2 separate regions of the Rattus norvegicus genome follow, and region 2 is linked to region 1. The links are chromatin contacts, called in public Hi-C maps. All regions are on one chromosome and are shown on one strand. Each heading gives the region's core, a stretch centred on a gene start, on an enhancer-like site or on the middle of the called end of the contact. The rest is flanking DNA. Distances are from core to core; before and after follow the strand shown.

Evidence for each region. A called contact is a pair of places that touch in the nucleus more often than the background predicts.
Region 2: a Hi-C map of the A7r5 cell line shows a contact between it and region 1, with 9 times the contacts expected there. The contact joins two enhancer-like sites. A contact is called at or near these places in 8 of 12 Hi-C or Micro-C datasets (the A7r5 cell line, Schwann cells, frontal cortex and 4 more).

The regions. Positions count from the first base shown.
Region 1 is chr18:61,876,004-61,880,296 of GRCr8, reverse strand. It overlaps Ccbe1 (collagen and calcium binding EGF domains 1), which reads left to right. Exons shown (of 11, transcript XM_017601124.3): 4 at 3,253-3,387. Among named protein-coding and RNA genes, the nearest start is that of Lman1, 77 kb to the right of the region's middle. Within about 2 kb of position 2,521, at least 7 of the 93 cell types and tissues checked have an H3K27ac peak or open chromatin away from gene starts, as enhancers often do. A contact at or near this core is called in the A7r5 cell line, where this site is marked.
Region 2 is chr18:62,316,333-62,320,625 of GRCr8, reverse strand. No RefSeq gene overlaps it. Among named protein-coding and RNA genes, the nearest start is that of Pmaip1, 63 kb to the right of the region's middle. Within about 2 kb of position 2,330, at least 8 of the 93 cell types and tissues checked have an H3K27ac peak or open chromatin away from gene starts, as enhancers often do. A contact at or near this core is called in the A7r5 cell line, where this site is marked.

The DNA.
Region 1 (4,293 bases), core at 1,272-3,771:
AGTCCTGATGAGTGCAAGCTGAGCATCTCTCTTCTGAAATGCTGGGAGTCAGAGATTTTGGACTAGGAAGTATTTGCCCAGCCTTGCTTTTTGAGCATCCCTAATGTGGAAATCTGAAAGGCTCCAAAAACATCATGCCCCTCAGAATCGAGTGTTCAAATTAGGAATACTTTACATACATAAAAAGCGTGGATTAGTTGAGCAAGGGTTGATCAGCACAAAGCTCAGCCTTCTTGAGGATGGCCCAGCAGTGTTACATACAGCGGATTTAAAGGTGAAGAATTATGCTTAAGCTGTTTACACCAGAGACTCTGGGGCTGAATTAGAATAATGCCAAGAGAAACAGAGCTGAGACGATAGAAAGGAGATAAAATTTAAAGATAGGAGCTTCGTGACTGAAAGTGGGTGGGCCCAGTGAAAACAAGCGTCAAACAGAAAGGGCTGAATAAGTTCATTACCTTTGCTCCCCTCAGAAACCTACAAAGTGGGAAAGACACAAATACACAAGATCAAAAGGAACGGAAGAGCAGACATCAGCAACAAAACGTTAGAAGCTAGAGAACAGACCTCGGGGTAGGAAAAAAAAACTTAGCAAGATGGGGAAAATGAAGCCTTAACCAGCACCAGGAAAAGCTAGGGACAACTGACTTCATAGCAAAACAGATAGTTAATCTCAAGATCATTACAAAAGCCAGAAGAACAAGCCAGTGAGCAGTACTCCATGGTCACTGCATCGGCTCTGTCCCTGCCCTGCCTGAGTTTCTACTCTGACTTCTCTGTGATATGAAACTATAACATGAAATAAACCCTTTCCTACCAAAAAAGTAAGCAAAACAGAAGGGGCCAAGGGGAACTCGGTTGATGACATACATACGGTACAACCACAAGAACCTGTGTTCGGATTCCCAGTGCTCACATTAAAATGCCCAGGGATCTATGTGTAACTGCAGAATTTTTAGAGACAGAGGTAAATGGAATCCTGGGACTCATTGAACAGCAAGTCTTCCAGATTTGGGGAGCCTCCAGTTTCAGTGAGAGACCCTCTTTCAATAAGTGAGGGAGAGCACGCCCAAGAAAAACATCCAACATTGACCACTGACCCCCACTCACATGTACATGAAAACACAAAAACAGAAAGAAACGAATTAGCTAACTGTTAAAGAGGTTGCCCTCCCAGATCTTGTTCTGTATCAGACAGACAGAACACTGACCCTGACATGAGGCCGAGATAGTTCTGAGAAGGTGAAGCACCGGCTTCCAAAACAGTCAGATGACAGCAAAAGCCCAGAACTTAAAACAGGGGCATTCAACTCATGTTCAAGCCTTGCCCGTTCAAACACCAAGCCTGGGTCTCTGTTCATTTGAGATCTAGTGACTTAATCTCGGGCAAATATTTGGGAGTATTACATGGTATTACATGACATCAATAGTAGCCATGACTAAGACAGTATCTCTGGATGGATCCTAGACCTCTGGGGCACTAGACAGCAAGGACTGTTGCTCTGAACTCAGAGAACGTGACCCATGGATCTTGAACCCATACTTTGGGGGATGGCTGTTGCTGCTGACTACCGAAATAAAAATGTCCACAGACCCAAGATAAAACATAGCCCAGATAAAAGAAGGTGACACAGGTTTGAAACCAATAGCAACCCAGAAACATAGGGTTATCTTAGTTCTGGAAAACCCAAAAACAGAGTTATCTAGGGCTATCTTAATTCCGGGGGAGTAAAACAGGGTCCCCAAAAGATAAACAGTCAGAGTTTATGCCTAAACTCAGCAGAGAACAGCTTTCAGATCGCCAGTGTTTTACAAACAGGAACATCTCATTCAACTAAGATTCCTAAGAAATCGCTGACAAGATGGAGAGAGTGAGAAGTGTGTTGTTCAAGGAGTGCACGGAGATGATAAAGAAGCTAAACACACCTCTTGCGTGACTGGAAATCAACAGGGAGTGCTTTAAGGAAAGATGTGAGCTGGCCATTGCAGGTGCAGAGGTGAATGTGAGAAGTATGACTCACTGGATGAGGGCAGAAGTGACACCCTGGGGAAGCAGGAATAGAAGGGGGCACTGGCACAGTTGCTTCTCACAGCAAGCCTTGCTGGGTACCACAGTTGGCACTAGTTCTTCAGGCAGGCCATCTTGTCTTTCCTCCTCTCTGTGGTTGCTACCCAATGACGGTAACCACTGGTTGGAAAGGATGACTCACCAGCCATCCTGAGACCTTGCTCTCAAGCCAAAGGAACCTAGAATTTCATTGAGAAAATTCTATATAACCACAGTTTGCAAGGCCAGCCATTCTCTATGCGGGCAGAGCAGACCTGGACTTTCACCTGTGGGAAGGAATGCTCAGAAAGGGCAACTTGAGGTCACCATGAGACTGACGTGTCACGCTAACTCAGCCTATATCAAGAGATGACAAGCCCACCTGTTTGGCTTCATATATACCAGAGCAGAGCTGAGTAGAGCAGAGCCAGGCTCTCTCTGTATCCAAGGAGACTGCATCTGTCAGCACATGAGGCGAGCAGAGGTGATTAATGAGATACTGAGTCTTGGCTGGGAGCAAATGCTGAGCCCGAGCTACTGACTTAGAGCCAAAGGCCCTTCAAGAGATGCATTAAACACCAGTTCATCAGTTCCCAGAGGAGCATATACCCTAGTTCCTTGGGTAATAGAGAACTACTCGAATTTACACAGGCTGCAGGCTGGTAAGACATTTATAGCCACTCAAATGTGTCCAAGTCCTTTTCTCAGAGTGCAGGACCAACCCTCCTGGGAGTACCCTGTAACACTTGCTTGTTCAAACACAGGCTCTGAGAAGTCTCCACAGCTCAGAAGTATCCGTGCTACTTCTCAGAGCCTGCCTGACCCCAAGCCCTTCCTCTCACAGCAACCGTCACCAGCCCTGGCCTGTCTTTACACTCTTCCGGAAGGAGTACACGATCTGTAACATGTGAAGGAAAAGACAAAGCAGGTCTCATGGATGCTGCAGCACACGGATGCTGTGGTACCAGGCCACACTCTGGATAGGGATAAAAACAGGAGGCTGAGGAGGTGACTTGGGAAAGAAAATTCTAGTAACAGTCACTGTTAGTCAGGGAGAGGCCGTGCATTAAATCATCCGTTGTGGCACCAGTCACACCTCACATTTTAACCCGTACCAAAGAGCAGCCCTCAAAAGTCTGTTCCAGGCTACAGCTCGGTCACCCACCTCACGCTGAGATTGATGTGAATCCACTCTTCTCTTCCAGATTATGACATTTGTGCCCAAGCTCCCTGTGAACAGCAATGCACGGATAACTTCGGCCGTGTGCTGTGCACGTGCTATCCAGGATACCGATATGACCGAGAGAGGCACCAAAAGCGGGAGAAGCCATACTGCCTGGGTGCGTAGGAAATGAGTGCGTTTCCAGCTCCCAGGGACATGCTGGGTCCTGGTAGTTCTTGTTTTTTTTTTGTTGTTGTTGTTTGTTTTTTTGTTTGTTTGTTTGTTTGTTTGTTTTTTTCTTTTTGGTGAATTTGTGGCAGCTGTAGGACCAGTTCAGAGGAGCCACTCCAATGTGTGATTCTTCCCCTGAAGTCCTTGTACTTGCGGGATGGAGTGTTGTTTGGTTTTAGCCTGTGGGTCACCCAATGGCTTTCTTTTAGCATGTTTATCAAAACATATTGTTTACAAGGATGCCTCTGGGAGTTAGAGCTAGAGGGACACGGGAGAGAGAACAGCTGGAGAAGAGGGACAATGTCCTGCATAACCTAGAATGCTGTAAGACAGAAGAATGAGAGATCAGAAGCCAAGAATCGATCCAACACTTGGGACACAGGCAGGCAGATCCCTAGTTCAAGGCCAGCCTAGTCTACATATTGAGTTCAAGGACAACCAGGTTTACATAGAGAGTTCTTGATACCAAAGAATAAAACAAAATACATCAGAAACATAAAACCACAGGTAAAAGGGATAGGGAGTCCCAGGGACGCGTCCATGTGGCTTCAGCTGGGACCTCCAGCCTCTAGGTGACAGTATGTACTGCCAGGGGAACGCCCATATTGCCATGCTCTCCCTGGCCCCCTCAGCTCCTGTCAGCGTAAGGTCTTTGGCAACTTGACTAGGGAGCATTTGGGAAGCTGTCATCTGCCTGCAGCTCAGGGCTGGGTTCTGCGTCCCTCGTGTGTGGAGTGTGAGGTCAAGTCAGTTTTCCTCCACACTAACCAGGTCAGGTGTCTTCACCCAGTGGTCAGGAAACAGAGCACAGTATTCTCATTTTTACTGTGGTGAGAAACATTTTTGTTCCCAC
Region 2 (4,293 bases), core at 1,081-3,580, 440 kb before region 1:
TTCATGAAGGGTGAGCACAGGCGTGGCAGCAGGAAGAGCTGAGAGCCCGCATCTTGAGCTGAAAACAAGACAGACAGCACACTGGGAATGGCACAAGTCTTTAGAAACCTCAACCCTGTTCCTAGGACATGCCTCCTCCAAAAAGGCCACATTTCCTAATCCTTCCCAAACAGTTCCACTGACTAGGGACCAAATAATAGTTAAACATATGGGCTGACGAGACCATGAACTCCACCACCATGGACTTCAGCACATCTAACAACTTTTGCTTACGGGCTTTCTCCTTTCCCCAGGATGAGAATGAAATTGAGGATAGTTTATTAACCTACAATTTTCTCTTTTTTTCAGATTTATTTATTTTATGTTTATGAGAACACTGTCACTGTCTTCAGACACACCAGAAGAGAGCATCTGATCCCGTTACAGATGGTTATGAGTCACCATGTGGTTGCTGGGATTTGAACTCAGGACCTCTGGAAGAGCAGTCAGTGCTCTTAACCACTGAGCCATCTCTCCAGCCCCCTAACCTACAATTTTCTAGGAATCTCACTAGAAACCTTATTTATAGTAAATGTATAAATCCTAAGCCAATTACTCACTCCTGATGAGTAATGGCTCCTGGATTTGCTTTGTCAGATTATAAGCAACTCCAAAATCACCCAAGAATTTCACTGATCAAGAAGATAGAGAAATGAGGAGGGAGTTTCGTTCCTTAGATACCTTAGGAGCTGTTACCGAGAACTGCCGAACAGCATCTGTGGCTAATACTAAGACTTAATTGCAAGTCTCCCAGGAGAAACCCATAGCCATGCTTAGCTATGACTGAGTCCTGGACTCTCTTTCTCTTAGACCCAGTGTTTATAATCTATTACAGGAAACTTTTAGCCATGTGTGGTAGCACATGCTTTTGTTTTTCAGATTTATTTATTTCATGTACATGCGTGCACTGTTGCTGTCTACAGACACACCCGAAGAGGGCATCGGATCCCCATTACAGATGGTTGTGAGATGGCACATGCTTTAATCCCAGGCCTCCGTTGTCTGCTTTACTCTCAGCATTATCTTTCAAGTTCCAACAGACTTGAACAGTCAATGCCCTCTTTTTAGCCGAAAACTCCAATTGCAACCACAATCCTCACAATCCACAGAGCAATTCGGTCAGGTCTGTCACAGCACTACCCGACTCCTGGCACTGCGATAAGTGCTAGCAAGGGTTACCTAAGGGAAGAGAACTGACAGAATGAGTAAATGTGGTATATGATAAATATAAACATACACATACAAAGAGGGGAGGGATACATGGGTTGCCATGGTGCTGTTTGTATTTTGATGCTAATTCTGCTTCCCCAAGAGGGGCTGCCTCGGACAAGAAACGAATTACATACTCAGGTGACGCGTCATATGAATCTTCTCCCCATTTTAACTTGTAAAATAAAGGCCAGAGCCTGTGATTGGGCAGAGGAAAAAAGGTGGAGCCGAAAAGTTTTAGGGAGTAGGAGGGAGGAGAGAGAGTAGGAGGAAGGAGAGAGAAGGGGATGAGGGAGAAAGAGGAGGTGGAAGGAAGATGGAGACGAAGCCCATGGTCTGGAGAAAGCGCAGGTTATAAGGTATCTCCTAGCTGGGGATAGAGTAGCGCAGTGGTGGATCTGCCCAATCTAGGCGCTCAGCCTGTATTCATATTAACGAGTTGTGATTTCATTGTGTGGGCTTATTTGGGGCTGGAGAGGTAACTGCAATGGGGATACATTAAAGTGGTTTACACGATCCAGTCTGAGTCGTCTGACAATGGGTGTCTTCCACTGGAGAGGCCAAGTCTGTGAGGCTGGATGTCTCAGAAGAGCCAATCCTGTACTGAAAGCCTGCAGGATTAGTGGGGAGCTGCTGATCTTAGGTCTATGTTGGAAGCCCAAGAAGATGGTTCCAATAACACCGAGGATGTGTCACAACAACAGAACGTGCCATCAAGAGTGAAAGCAGACAGGCAAATCGCACTACTTCTTTCTCGCACATCCCGTCATCCGGGCTGCCCCCAGAAGGTGCCACGGATATTTAAGTTGAATCTCCTGGCTTCAAATAATCTGATTTTTTAAAAAATCTCTCACAGGACTGCCCAGCGGCTTGCATTTTCATTGATTAAAGATTCAGTCAAATGATCAAGATGAGTCACCGCTGTTCCTCTGTCTCAGGAAACCTGAAGCAGCTGCCTGGCCATTCTTGAGAAGACTGTCAAGTGAAACCGGGTTAACAATTAACCTTACGAGGAAACGGAAGGGTTTTGTCTGTAACCTAACGAACTGTACTTGAGCATTTCAGCCACAAGATGGCACTAGACCGCCAGACTTAATAGCAGTGGCTTTCACTGAATGAGAGCTGCTTAGGATACAGCTTGGTTTATATTGGCTCACGCTTAAAGTCTTTTGTGCGTCTTAGCCAAGGGTCCAGTTTTACCTGATTTGTGACCCCTAAAGACTACGAGGCCTCCTGCTGACGACGACAATGTGAAGCTTTACCCTATCTCTGCCACTGCTGAAGTGTAGGTCATGTGACCTAGGCCTGCTTGGCTGCCTAGACTCTACATCACTGGCATACACATATCCACACACATACACATTAATTAAAATAAATCTAGATTAATTATAATTAAAAATACGATGTAACTTCAAAAACAAAATTGCCACCAATCCTCTTCCTGATACATTAACCTATCGCCCTTGCCGATTAGTCTGTAGTTCACGATGGCTCACATGACTGTTGATCATGGCTCCTCCACGACAGCACAAGGTCCATGAGAACTGTGACCTTGTCACCCATTTTGTGTGTCCCGCTGCCCAGACAGAGTTTTGTACCTAGGTGGTCATCTTATAACCAACTAGTTCCTGTTTGCCTAGGACTCTCCCAGTTCTGACGATCTTTTCCAGAAAACATGGATCATAAGAAAGTCTGCACATCAAAGTTAATTAGTACGTAAAAGCTTTTAGATCTGTTTATTTTAGTACTTCGTACGCATGAGTGCTTTTCCAGCATGTATGCGCTTAGTGCCTGCTGGGGTCAGAAGAAAGTGTTGAATTCCCCCGAGACTGGAAGTTACAGACAGATGTGAGCCACCATGTGGGTGCTTGGAATCAAACCCCTGTGTTCTTCAAGAGCGTGAGTGCTTTTAACTGCTAAGCCATCGCCCTAACTCAATAATTACATTTTGAAGACGTGTTTTGTTTTATTGGGGATTGTTGCTTTCTGAAATCCAACATAGTGTAGTTGAGCATATTAACCACAAGGTGGCACTAGACTACCAAACTTATTAACACCAGCTTTCACTCAAATTAAACTGAGAGGTCAAGTTATGGCTCCCCTGGCATGCCCTGGGCATGGTAGGGCAAGCCTATAATCCCACCACATGGGAGGTGGAGGCAGGAGGATCAGAAGGCAGTCTGGGATATATGAGATCCTGTCTCGAGCACAAACAAATAAAAAATCAAAATGTAAGGTACCTTTACATTGCAAATAAAGTATTCAAGCACACCGCTGTTCTTCATAGCACTCTCAAAAGCCTTCTTTTTTTTTTTTATTATATTTTTTTTGGCAAGGTATAGCTGAGGATGCAGCTTGGGGGTCCTGGAGTCAACCTCCAGTGCCACGAAAATAGGTAAATAAATAATCAAAGTGTGCATTGAAGTAATTTTAAATCCCATGCATAAGCAATCAATACACTTTTCCACGTAGTAAATGATTTGTTTTAAACTTTATTTATTGCTGGGTGGTGGTGATGCACACGTTTAATCCCAGCACTCGGGAGGTGGGGCAGGCAGATCTCTGAGTTCAAAGCCAGCCTGGACTACAGAGCAAGTTCCAGAACAGACAAGCTACACAGAGAAACCCTGTTTCAAACAAAGAAACAAATAAATAAATAATAAAAATCTTTACTAAACTTTTGTCACAGTGCACACACACACACCAAAAAAAAAAAAAGCTGTGTTTGAGCAGGAAAAAAAAGCATGCCAGTTAATACAATAGTACCTCTATCCAGAAAATTTAGAGATAGTCAGTAAACATGGGACATGGGGCCGTACACCTGCAATCCCAGCACTAAAGGAGCAGGAACTCAAGGCCAGCCTCAGTGCACAGTGTTCAGGGTGTGTGTGTGTGTGTGTGCGTGTGTGTGTGTTTGTGTTTGTGTGTGTGTTTGTTGTGTGTTTGAGTGTGTGTGTTTGAGTGTGTGTGTTTGCGTGTGTGTCTGTGTGTGTTAGTGTTTGTGTATGTGTGTTTGTGTGTGTGTTTGTGTGTGTGTTTGTGTGT